Linked DNA regions of Mus musculus: all the other regions are linked to region 3. The links are chromatin contacts, called in public Hi-C and promoter capture Hi-C maps. All regions are on one chromosome and are shown on one strand. Each heading gives the region's core, a stretch centred on a gene start, on an enhancer-like site or on the middle of the called end of the contact. The rest is flanking DNA. Distances are from core to core; before and after follow the strand shown. Region 1 holds the start of Vps26b (VPS26 retromer complex component B). Region 2 holds the start of Pus3 (pseudouridine synthase 3). Region 3 holds the start of Zbtb44 (zinc finger and BTB domain containing 44). Region 4 holds the start of Acad8 (acyl-Coenzyme A dehydrogenase family, member 8).

Region 1 (2,903 bases), core at 320-2,819, 4.0 Mb after region 3:
CAGGAGCTGATGCAGAGGCCATGGAGGGATGTTCTTTACTGGCTTGCTTCTCCTGGCTTGCTCAGCCTGCTCTCTTATAGAACCAAGACTACCAGCCCAGAGATGACACCACCCATAAGGGGACCTCCCCACTTTATCACTAATTGAGAAAATGCCTTACAATTGGATCTCATGGAGGCATTTTCCCAACTGAGACTCCTTTCTCTGTGATAACTCCAGCCTGTGTCAAGCTGACACACAAAACCAGCCGGTACAAGAACCATCTAGCTGAATTTATGATCACAAATTCTAAGAAAAAAAAAATCAACCTGAACATTGAGATTGTCTGTTTAAAACCACCTGGGGAATAGACTTAGGACTCCAGCAAGACTAGGTAGAACAAAGGTGACAGATGGAGATAACTGAGGCACTAGCACTATTAAAGGCCAATTATTAGCTTTTCATGTTGCTGCTGCTATTGTTATTATCACTGAGACACTCCTATTATTATTGTTTTATTATTATTATTATTGAGACTGGTTTAAATTCATTTGTGTGGCCCAGGATGGTCTTGAACTCATGGCAATCCTCCAGCCTCGACCTCCCGCATGCTAGAACAGTTTAGCTCTCTTTTCTACCAATTACTCGTCTGGACTCAGATCCCACCGTAAGTTTGGCTGGCCTTCACCCGGGCAGATTGTCACAATCCTGGGGCTCACGGTCAGTGCAGAGACCAGGGCTTCCCCTTCCCCCACCCCTACCCCTACCCTCACCGAGACGCAAGCTTGGATACATTAGGCGGAACAAAACACCCCAAGCCCCGAACCCAGAACCCGCGGCTGCGTTTCCTCACCGAGGCTGAGACCCAGCGGACACCAAGGCTGCAAGTTTTCTCCAAGATCCTGCAGCGCCATTCCGACCGTGGACGTACCGGCTCGCCGTCGCTCCCGCGCGCGCTCTGAGACGTTTTGGCGGACCAGTCACAACGTTCGGGATTTACAATCGACCAATCACCGCGCTGAGCCGTGTTCGTAACCCAAGCCAATGGGCTGGGTCGCCCACTGCGTGCGCATAAGTGGGCGGGGCAAAGACTGGAAGTTAAACAAGGCTAGCGAGGACTTTTTCTTTTTCCCTTAGCATTCCAGTTAATGTTGGGGTCAGGACGTCACTAGTGTTTTTCTTACCGTCATATCGTTCTTACACGGCAGGGAACCTAGAGGCCAGCGGGGACAGCATACTTCCTGTAGTAGCGGTCACATTTGCCCCTTCCGGTGACACTGAGCGTGCATGGGAAAGGCACCTCATCCCGTCAGACAGCACGCAAGCGTTGCTCGTATTCAAATGTGAAGAGTAGCCTGGCGTTTATCAGGCTAAGAAGGAAGAGAAATGCAACCGGAATATTACAAGGAGGCACTTGCAGTGCTAGGACTTGACGGAACATCTGGGCCCGAGTTCTACTGGAGAGAGGCCAGAGCCGCCATGTAAACAAAGCGCCCTTTGGCACTGCACATGCGCAGATGAGCGCACCCCTTGACGGCCTGGAGGGGGTAGGGAAAGCGAGGGGGGGGGGGGGGAGAGAAGACGTGCGCGTGCGCGTGGCATCATCTTCGCATCCGGGCCGGAGTTCTCCTGCCCCTTCCCCCGCCCGGCGCCGCCGTAGCACTTCGGTGCGTTACGCCGCGGGAGTCCAGGCAGTTCTGTGTGTGCGGCTGGGCGCTGGACCCCACCCGGTGGGCGACGAGACGCGCGTGCTTGGCGCCTTTCCTCCCAGGGCCCTAGTCGCTGCACCGCCAGGATCTGCGTTGGTACTGTGTCTGGCCTCTCGGTGCATCGCTGCTCTGGGCGCCGCAACCCGCAGCCGACCTCCTTCCTCCGCCCTGCCTCACCCCAGGGGCGCAGGCCATCGGCGATCGCCCACCGCCCAGCTCAGAGCGAGCGGGGCTGCGGTGCAGCGTCCAGCGCGTTCCCGCAGCCGGCCCTCCGGCCTGCCTTCCCCGAAGGCAGCTCGCGCCTGGGAGGGAGGGAGCAGTCTGTGCCGACACCGGCGCGGCCAGGCGGGGAGATGAGCTTCTTCGGCTTCGGGCAGAGCGTGGAGGTGGAAATCTTGCTGAATGATGCGGAGAGTAGGAAGCGAGCGGAGCACAAGACTGAGGACGGGAAGAAGGAGAAATATTTCCTCTTCTACGACGGGGAAACCGTCTCGGGGAAAGTGAGCCTATCACTGAAGAACCCCAACAAGCGACTAGAGCACCAGGGCATCAAGATCGAGTTCATTGGGCAGATCGGTGAGTCTATTCCCTGGGACCTTCCCAAAACCGGGACGTCAGCCTGCCCCTGGACTCGAGTGTGGGACGGGCTGGGAGCAGAGATTTTCAGTGCCCAGCTCCTGCGAGGCCTGCGACAGGTTCTTTTCAACTGTAATCTAAAGCCTGAGATTCACCCACGAGTCCCGCCCGTGGGCGACTCCCCCATGCATTCATTACCTTCTTCCGTGCCAAAAGTGACAGCGTGCTGCTGGGGAGGTGGGGACAGCCTAGATAGGGTAGGGAGCCCTCTGCTGTATGGTCGGATGCTCACCTGGTGCTTGGATATCCCCATTGTCTCTGCAGTATGCTTCCAGCTTTGCTTCTAGTAACCGGGATTTCATAGTGTGGTAGACAGTATCCTGCAGGTGGGTTTGACAGCTACAGCTGTCAGATCCAATCCAAAGTTAAGCAGTGACCCCACCCACCTATCCATCATCCCTCCTCCCCCTTTAAAATACAGTGCAGTGGACCGGGCTCATAAATTCCGTCTATCTATCTCACCTCCATTCTGTATTACATTGCATGTGCATGTTTTGAATACCTGTAACCTGCCTCTTTCTGACTGCCTCTATTTCTCAAACTTCCTTAGTACCATGCTGGTATTTAGTTGTCTGATTT
Region 2 (2,952 bases), core at 175-2,674, 4.5 Mb before region 3:
CTGGGCGCACCAAGCTTTCACCCTAAAATAGCACGCCCTAAATGTACGAAACTTCTTTAAATGTTTAAATGTATATGGCGAGGGTACACATTTCCTTTGTAATAAAGGGTTTGAGACGCGCTACGACCATTAATCAACTCTGAAAAGAATTGTGTAAAACAAAACCCAAAGTTTCCCGCCACCCCTTCCTTCCATAGCATAATTAATGGGCTTCCACTGTTCATATTTGAGCAATTTTGATGTAGTAGAGGCCCTCTAAACTAGTTACAGACTCTAAGCCCCGCCGATGGGATTTCCTAGCTGCTAGAAGTTCCAGGCACGACACGATATGCGTTGTCCTAAGTCCCATTTCATACACCAAGGCCTTCTTAAACACTTAAATACCAGGGCAGAAGGTAGCAGTTCAGCCTCCATCTGTTCATTCCTCTCTAGAACTCAAAGATGCCCAACTCAGAGTTTAACTCACCTTCCGGTCCTCAGTAGGCGGCCATGCGGCTAGCCGGAAGCTATGGCTTTCCGTCTTCAGTAAGCATGCGCGGCTTCACCAAGCGTGCGCCGACGGTTCTGGGAAATGTAGTTCGGAAGGCACGGTGTGGGCTTTTAGCCGAAGCCCACCGCATGCGCAGGTTTCTGATGCAGCTTCCTCTTTACCGCAAGCCAATACGAGAAATATAGTCTGGTCTAAAATGAGAAAAAAAGATTTTCAAATGCTGGCTATCCTATATGAAAACTAAGAGATTGAAGATCCTGTCCCAACATCGTTTAATTAACAGAAATTTAACCTTGAGAGTCGAAACATTTACTACTAGAATGTAAATGTAAGGGTTAAAGGGAAATGCTTTGACCTGAAAACACTGAAAGATTGCGACAGAACAGGGCCAAGGAATTCTGCTTCAGCACCACGGAGAGATCATGGCTCCAGTTTTGAGTTTCTGCTTTTGACAATTATAGAAATGTTGCCCCAAGTCTTAAAATTCCAGTCAGAAAACTGAAAATCCTGGTTCTTTGGTCCAAACTTAGCATAAGGTTGGACCAAAGAGCTACCCCAGAGCTGTGCAATACATGTCATAGATATAGATAGTGGTGGTCCAGATTGCTTTAAAAGGAGACCCCTCCTTAGAATAAAAATTAAAATATGCGTGTATGTGGGCACATCACAGGTATCCTGGACACATGTCCGCACTTGAGTTCTGTTTTCCTTCTGAACCTCTGGTCAAGCCCATCTCTCCCTCCACTGTGCAACCTCACACCTGGTGATGCCCAAGCGGGGCTGTCGGGAGAGATACCCGCACGAGAGCCTGCAGCGCGGTGTGTGTACCGCCTCCGTGCCCACTTTCTCTCTGCTGTGCGGATGGCCGGCTGGTCAAACGGAAAGCTCGCGGGTGTCCCGCACAGCTGCGCCCCGCACCTCTCTCCCTCCGCCCGCCCCGCGCCGGGCCCGCGCCTGCGCACTGCGCCGCGCCACGGGTGGTCGCGAGGCGGACGCCGGTCCCGGAGCCTGACCATTGGCCACTGAGCCGAGCCGGCGCTGCCCCGCGCGGGGGTGGCAGCACGTGCCAGGGGCGAGAGCGGAGACCGCAGCTATGGCGTCGTTACTTTGGGGAGGCGACGCCGGGGCGGCGGAGAGCGAGCGGCTGAACAGCCACGTAACTGCCGCTGAGCAGGGGAGGGCCCAGGGGCGGGGGCTAGAACAGGGACTCCCGAGGGAAGTCCCCTGGGAAGGGGAGCGCCCGGCCGGCGTTTAGAGCGGGGTGTCAAGTGATGGGGGGTGTCAAGTGATGGGGGGCTGGGCTGGAAAGGCCACAGAAAAGGAGACTCCCAGAAAGGACCGACCTTTGATTTGAAAGGGCAGAGACCCCCTCAGGAAATACAGAGAGAGTGCGCAGCTGCTAGTCCTATCTGTACTGAGTTTTCTCCTATCCTGGTTTTGACCATTTAGCAGGCTTCTCATCTTCATAGCCACCTTCCCCTTGTAGTTGTAAACCACCCATCACCCAGATGCTGCCCATATTCAAACTAAGAGCCCTTATAAAGAGAGACTATGGAAGCCCCCATTCTATTATATGAGAATTCATACAATTACACAGATTCTTATAATGAAATCATTAACCCTTAACATTGCAAAGGAAGCAGTTTGAGGTGGTCTTCCCTCCCCTTGCTGTAGGATAGCGCCATGCTTCTTGCTTGATGTCCTGCTTCCTAACCTTGGTTGAATTTTGTGCCTTTCAATAGTTTTCAAATCTCGTCCATCCCAGGAAGAACCTTCGTGGTATTAGGAGTACCACAGTCCCAAACATAGGTGAGTGTTGTTAGGCTAAAGCAAGACTGGCTTAATTAACACCTTTGCTTTCCCCATGTATCTGCCATGAAATAGCTTTGGCTTCCTTCCTCTCCACTGAAAATCCTCCACCTCCTCAGGCACATCGCTTTACTCTTGCAGGAGATGGCTCTGTTTGCATACACTGTAGCGTCTGTGAGACGTTCTGAGAATGCATTGTATGTTTCCACTCAACATTTTTCTTTATGCTTCTTATTTTCCCTTTTACCCTCATAGACGGCTCTCTTAACACGGAAGATGATGATGATGATGAAGACGATGTAGGTAGGAGACAAGCTCGACTGAATGTACCTATTAGCTCTGCTGCTTGGTTTACCATCGCTTTGACTGTGCTAAAAGGATTAATTTCCTTGGGAAAGCACTATCTTTGTTTTCTTTTTGAATGAATACTATGGGGGGGGAGTACTGAATTAGGAGGGGGGTGCATTCCTTTAGACTACGTTGAAATGAAAACTGCAAGGTGTAGATTAAGAATTTTCGGTTTGGCTAGGAAGATATTGCAATTAGATGTCGGTCTGCACGTGGTCAAGGGTTTGCACAACAGAGCATAAGAAACTGGGTCTTGGTAAAAGGAGGGAATCCTCGGTGCTGTGGCATTCCTTCTCGGACTTCCT
Region 3 (2,978 bases), core at 107-2,606:
AGGTTCTAAGAATAAGACTATAGCTCTAACAAAGCAAAGCATTGTTGCACAAAGTAAGTAAACCTGGTTTTTGTAATTAATAAATACAAATCATCACAAAATACAAATGGATTAAGAAAACACTCCTTTTTATATTCCATGGGGAGAACTACAAAGACATAAACGAATATTATAAATCAACTGGAAATCAAAGTAAATAGGAACAAAAAAATCAAGATCTATGTAGTACTTTTTAAATCAAGAATTACCAAAAAGGCAAAAGGAAATATCAAATCTTTATCCAGCCTCTGTTGTCTATTATATGGTATAGTTCGCTTTGGGTATTAACTTATCTCTGCAAAAAAATGCTAATAAGCGGAAGTTGAGAATTTTTCTGAAAACACACATTCAACAGATTAGTATGCTTATATGCTTAAAAAAGTAGTTTTGGTCTTAATTTCTGTAAGTTCCGTGAAAGTACGTAAACATCGCGGTTTTCAATAGATTCTGGTTAAGGTTTACAAAAACCAAACTGATGCGATTTCCTTTAATCAGTTGTAACTTAGTTGTCATTTCACTTGCAGGTAACCCCTAGCTTTTTGTTAGGCCGACAGTAAAAAGACCAGCTACAGAGTGATCCTCAGGTAGGTGGGAGGGGGTTAGAAGTGTTTGCATTCTCTATTTCTTTTTAAGAAAAGTGCCGTTCCGACGCGGGCGAGTAGGGCAGCCTGGGAGAGGAAGGAATAAACAAGTCTAGGGCTCGCGCGTAGACCAGGTGAGCGGGTAATAAATGGCCCGGCAGCACAGCATTTGTTATTGGGCGGATTTTCTGGCCGATAGGCTCCCCTGGAAGATCTGGGTGACGGCTTCAGGTCCGCTGGGACCAAGGCCAGTCCCCCTCTAAGGATTAATCGCCAATGAGGGGGACCCTGTGGGTGCCTCCCAGCACGAATCAGGGTGACAAACCAGGTTTCCTCTCCCTCCCGCGTCCAGGTGGGTGACAAGTGGTGTCAGTCCCCAGGCCGGCCCGCCGTCTCCCCACTGGCCCTCCCCTCCCGTTACCTGCGGGCGGCGGTGCCGAGGCCCGGAGGCCTGCAACTGCTCCTCCTCTTCCCCGCCAGGCTGGGGCGGCGAGGTGGCGGTGGCTGTGGCGGTGGCGGAGGCAGCGGCGGTGGCGGCAACCCGGGGGGAGGGGGCGGAGCGCGCGACTGGCTCCTCTCCTCCCCCGGGAGGCTCAGGGGACCCTATCTCGGGCCGCCGCTCCTAGGCCAGTGTGCAGCCTGGGACTGGGCGCGCATGGCGGCGCCACTCACCCGCGTGGCCGCGAGGTGCGAGAGTGCGAGGCGCGAGGAGAGCGCCGGGCGCCCGTGGGCCTGAGGGGAGGAGCGAGGGGCCCAGCCCGCTGCGCACGGACGGCCGTTGGGGGCGGTTGGTCGAGGGCGGCCGAAGGCTCGCTCGCGCTGGCCGCGGCGGGGCGGGGTGGGGAAGGGGAAAGGGACTGAGGGGAGAGGACGGGAGGCTGGGAGGGAGCCGCCGCAGCGCGCGTGCGGGCGTGCGGGCGGGCGGGCGCCGCCGTAGCCGCTCGTTTCACTCCAGCCTGTTTGGGGGCACTTTGTTTGTGTCCCACAATGCTCCGCGCGGCCGGCCGGCCCGGCCTAGGGAGAGGGAGGGGCGGGGCCGCGCTGGAGGCGGTGCGCGGCTATTGCGCAAGCGTAGTGCGAGCTGTCCTTCGCCGGTGGTGCAAGCCAGACGCTGAAGCACAGCGGGCCTTGACCCAGTCTGTGTGCACTTGTCTGTGAGCTTCGTATGCATAAGCGCCATGAGGCCTGTCGGGTTGTCGTCCCGTAGCTGTGGTCTGGTCCTGCGCCGAAGGAAGCCAGCGTTAGGATGATTTGCTTTTCTTGGAGCTAAAAACCGAAAGAAACTCTCTTCCCCGGGTGGTTTCTGTAGCAGCAAAGCACTCCAGCATTTCCCGGTCGGGAAAGGAATCTGGGTGGTGTGGCCATTTTTCACACGTGGAAACTGAGGCCTATTAGGGCGTGGCCACGAGGGCCTCTGAGAATCTGGCGAGCTCCCCTGCTTTCTCCCCGATGATCAGCGATCCCCCGCAAGGGTTACTACCGAGCGTCTTGACAGGTCTAGCAGCCTTGTCGTACTTTGAGGTTGCCATAGCATTTTTCTGATTACCATGGCAGGAAGTGCAGTTCTGAGCAGACCAGAAAAAAAAATTGGCTCCCATGTCTTTTTTCTTTCCCCAACACAGACTGGCTTCTAAAACCTAAAGCAACTGTGAACTATTCCTTCCCTTACGGTGAATCCCGTTCTAGTACACAGTCTCGCCCTTGGGGAAGGGAATGTGTGGATCACCGAAAATTGACTGTTCTTCTCTAGAGGGTTACTGTCTGAGTTTCGGTCGCTGTAAAGTCTGCCTGTAGGATAAAATACCCTAAGGTGTGGCTACCTCGGACCTCAGGGAATCAGACCTGGCGATTGGGGGCACTGGGGGCGGAGTGGGTATTCCTGGAGGCAAGTGGGATTGCGCCCCAGAAGAGGAGAAGGGCAGGATACCAGTCAAGACCGCTGCAATTTGGGTGCTGGGCATGCTATGTACCTACACCTCCAGTTTTTAAACCGAAAGACTTCTTTGTGCAAGGTAGGTTGATCTCCCAGCTGCATTAGACACTTGGCTGCCTCTGACTTAAACCACCCTCTACCAGAGCACCCAAAGCGATGAAATTTTTCAAAATAATGTCAACAAAATCAAAGTCTATGCTCCAACAAATTTTCAAGAGTTAGAAAGTATTTAATCCTTGACAACCTAATCTACAACTTTCTTAATATTATTCTATCAAGTTTTTATTATTCCATTTCAGTGATGAGCAACATCAGAAAACAAATCGGGCCTGGCTTTACAGTGAGATTTGAAGAATCTTACTAACTACGGAGGCGCCTGAGCTAAAAAGGCCCTTGGTAGAGTGTGTACTGAAAACATATGTCAT
Region 4 (3,159 bases), core at 553-3,052, 4.0 Mb after region 3:
GTGTTGGCTCATGGCAGAACTTTAGAGCCTGAGACTCCTTGGAGCCTTGCTACAAATTCAAGGCCAGACTAGGCTACAGGCTCACAACAGGAAAGGGGCTTAACATAAAATTGAGCAAGCATTAAGAGGCCAGACATTGTGTCAGTAGGTAAAGGCACTTCCAAGCCAAAAGACCTGACTTTATCCCCTCAGGCACATATGATAAAAGAATCCCCTCCACGGCACCAGCATCAGGGCCAGGGCACACACATGTAAAACCTGATAAAACACAAGATAAGGACCACAGAGAAGCCCTAGAGCATTAGGCTTGTAAGCATAGCTGCAATAAGTTTCTTAACAGCTATGTCTAGCATTTTGGTAGCCTCTGAAGTCACATTGTTCAGGAAATTTAAGGGTAAGTCTAAATGGTTTTGGTGATGTAAGAAACCTATAACCAAAGCACTTGGGAGTGGGGACAGAAAGATCAGGAATTCAGGTCATCCTCAGATGCTTAGCAATTCCAAATTGACAGGCTGATAAGATAAAGACCTAGGAAAAGAAAACTGTGTGTGTGAAAGGTGGGGTCTCCTGTGGTCCAGGCTGGCCTCAAACTCTACACGTAGTCAAGGAAGATCTTGAATCCTGATCTCCCTCTGATTTCTAGCTTTCAGCTTTTTTACATTTCACATGAAATCATGCATGCCTTTCTGTGCCTGGCTTATTGCATTCAATGATAAAAGCAAAGGGTTGGCGAGGTGGCTTAGTTGGAAAAGGCATTTTTTTTTTTTTTTCAAAGCCTAAGGACCTGAGTTCAATCCCTGAGATTCGCACAGTGGAATCGGGGGATTGATTCCTTCAAGTTATCCTCTGATCAGTGTGTGTGTGTGTTCCCACATACTGTACAAAAGTAAATAAATGTAATTTTTAAAGAAGTCTCTTTTCACCTATGCTGTCAAGGTTACACACACACACACACACACACACACACACACACTTTGGAGAGAGGGCCCTGCTTATGTAGTACTCATGTAGTACCAGGCTGGTCTTAAACCCAAGGCAATTCTACAGCCTCAGTCTCCCACATGCGTGGGCCACCACAGTTCCGTATATGTATGCAGTGCTTCATTGCACTATTCTTTGATTGGACAAATAAGTGGAAGGGACTGAAAGTGGAAGTTCTGGCAGAAAGAGTAAAGAAGACGATAAGCAACAACCCCCAAAGTCTCCAAACCAGGGAGTGGAAAAAGGAAATAAAGCACGCCCTACAAGACCACGTTCTTTACCTGCTGCCTTTTGCAGCGTCGGTTCAACTCACCTGGACCAGCAGTCCCAGTCTGCCTCTTGCGGGGTCTCGGCATGGCCTCTCTGTAGGAGGCTGAAGCTAACCGGACGGGTAAGAAACAGCTCTTGTCTTCTAAAACCTGCATGGTGCAAGATGGAGGCAAGAAAGCATACAGGGCCTGGGACTTATGAAGAAAAGTCATGATTAAACCATTCTAATCCCTCTCTCGTTATCTGCGCCCTTTCCTTCTCTCCTAATCTACCTCTAAACTCTCCTGAGTCCCTCCCTAATTCGGCTTTACCCACCACCATTCATTCAACGCACCACCCAAACGCCTTGAAGCACTGCCAGGCTAATCTTCTGGGAGCCTTGAGGCGACTGGCGTGCCCGGACAGGCTTAGTAGAAGACGCGTCTCAGAGGCGCCGCCCCCACGATCTCTGGGAACTGTAGTTTCAGAACGCCAGTAGTCCTATTGGAGCCCGCGCTTCAAGGGCTTAATGGACTACAACTCCCAGAGTATCAGGGGGGCGGGGCGGGAACGGCTAGTTCTGGCCTGGGCTAAGAGGCCTGGGGTCTGAGATTCGAAGTTTACATGGCGATGTTGCGGTCCGGATACAGGCGCTTTGGCTGTCTGCGCGCGGCACTCAAGTCCCTGGCTCAGACCCACCACCGGAGCATCACCTTCTGCATCGATCGTAAGGCTCATCTAGGCGAGGGGAGAGTGGGTCTTCGGTGGGCATCTGTGCCCGCCCGAGTTCCCAGCGCTTTGGTGGCTCTCGGGCTTCGCCTGACACCGATCCCTCTCGGGTCCCTTGACGGACTCACTTCATCCTCTGACTCTGCCCGTCTGGGACCCACTTCTCTCTCCCCGACCAGTCCTGTTTCACGAACTGGCTTCCTCCCATAACTCAGGATCTACTCTCGGGACCAGCTCTTAATGGTCCCTGTGACCAGCGCTCAGTCCAGTCCAGTTGCCTGTCCCCCGACCCCGCCAATGCTTTTCAAAGACGAAGGAACGTGTGACTTTGGCAATAGATTTCCAAGGTAGAAAGAGCTAAGTATATGAGCGCTGGTAGAGATAGTTGAAAAGCTCCAGGTTATACCGTATGTTTTGCTCACAAGTATAGATTTCGTAAAAACACTCATACTGTAGAAACTGCTGCAGGAAAAAGAAAGATAACCGCAATTGAGAAACCCTATCTGAGATTACAAACTGATTGTTTAAAAACCTGGCAGAAAACTTGCATGTAACTGGGAGTGTTTGCCACCCATGCAAACCAAGCCAAATATTTAGATTTGTCAATCACTTTAAATACCAAACTAAAAACCAGAACCACCTTTTCTTCTGAAACAGTTTTTAAAATAATTCTAAATTTTATTTTAAATAAGAATCTATTATTTATGGCCTTATGGCTTTGAAAATTGAGAACAGAGTTATAAAGTACATGGAGGCATAGACTGGTTTTTTGTTTGTTTGTTTTTGTTTTGTTTTTTGTAGAAAACCAGTTTTAAGAGTTACTGCCCTACTTAGGCACCTAAAATTGGGTAAACAAAGTAGCGTGGTTTGGTACTAAAGTTAGGAAAGAGTCTGTCCCAGTAACAGATTTACGTTATTGATTGTTGTTTTGACCTGGGCAACTAAGATGTGTGAGACAGGCTTTATTTGTGCAACTGTGACACTTCTGGAGCTAGCTTTGTAGACCAGGCTGGCCTTAAACTCAGGAGAGATCACTGGTGCCTATCTCCCAAGCCTTGGCTGTACCACCAGAGTTCAGCTTGCTCTCTTTCACTGTTTTTAACGAAGTGTTGGAGTTGGGGATCTAGCTCAGTCAGCTTGAATGCTTGCCTAATGTTTTCATTCATGCAGCCCTGGGTTCCAACCCCAGTATTGACTCGG

The links. Hi-C and Micro-C count contacts between places; a contact is called where the count stands out from the background. Capture Hi-C pulls out chosen DNA fragments and counts their contacts.
Region 1: a contact with region 3 is called in a Hi-C map of CD4 T cells, with 5 times the contacts expected there. The contact joins the promoter of Vps26b here to the promoter of Zbtb44 in region 3. A contact is called at or near these places in 1 of 39 promoter capture datasets (pre-B cells) and 1 of 484 Hi-C or Micro-C datasets (CD4 T cells).
Region 2: a promoter capture Hi-C map of liver shows a contact between it and region 3, with 3 times the contacts expected there. The contact joins the promoter of Pus3 here to the promoter of Zbtb44 in region 3. A contact is called at or near these places in 1 of 39 promoter capture datasets (pre-B cells), 1 of 484 Hi-C or Micro-C datasets (CD4 T cells) and 1 of 9 other capture datasets (liver).
Region 4: a Hi-C map of B cells shows a contact between it and region 3, with 5 read pairs. The contact joins the promoter of Acad8 here to the promoter of Zbtb44 in region 3. A contact is called at or near these places in 1 of 39 promoter capture datasets (cranial neural crest) and 2 of 484 Hi-C or Micro-C datasets (B cells and regulatory T cells).

Annotation. Positions count from the first base shown.
Region 1 is chr9:27,028,760-27,031,662 of GRCm38.p6, reverse strand. Vps26b (VPS26 retromer complex component B) reads left to right here and starts at 1,569. Exons shown (of 6, transcript NM_178027.4): 1 at 1,569-2,264. The coding sequence starts at 2,042. It overlaps Ncapd3 (non-SMC condensin II complex, subunit D3), which reads right to left and starts at 1,498. Exons shown (of 36, transcript NM_178113.4): 1 at 1,164-1,498; 2 at 833-1,040. The coding sequence starts at 893.
Region 2 is chr9:35,557,032-35,559,983 of GRCm38.p6, reverse strand. Pus3 (pseudouridine synthase 3) reads right to left here and starts at 1,424. Exons shown (of 5, transcript NM_023292.5): 1 at 1,251-1,424; 2 at 467-681. Ddx25 (DEAD box helicase 25) reads left to right here and starts at 1,514. Exons shown (of 12, transcript NM_013932.4): 1 at 1,514-1,646; 2 at 2,233-2,299; 3 at 2,555-2,602. The coding sequence starts at 1,584.
Region 3 is chr9:31,029,022-31,031,999 of GRCm38.p6, reverse strand. Zbtb44 (zinc finger and BTB domain containing 44) reads right to left here and starts at 1,356. Exons shown (of 6, transcript NM_001115130.1): 1 at 1,042-1,356.
Region 4 is chr9:26,998,192-27,001,350 of GRCm38.p6, reverse strand. Acad8 (acyl-Coenzyme A dehydrogenase family, member 8) reads left to right here and starts at 1,802. Exons shown (of 11, transcript NM_025862.2): 1 at 1,802-1,957. The coding sequence starts at 1,855. Thyn1 (thymocyte nuclear protein 1) reads right to left here and starts at 1,674. Exons shown (of 8, transcript NM_144543.2): 1 at 1,586-1,674; 2 at 1,295-1,400. The coding sequence starts at 1,337.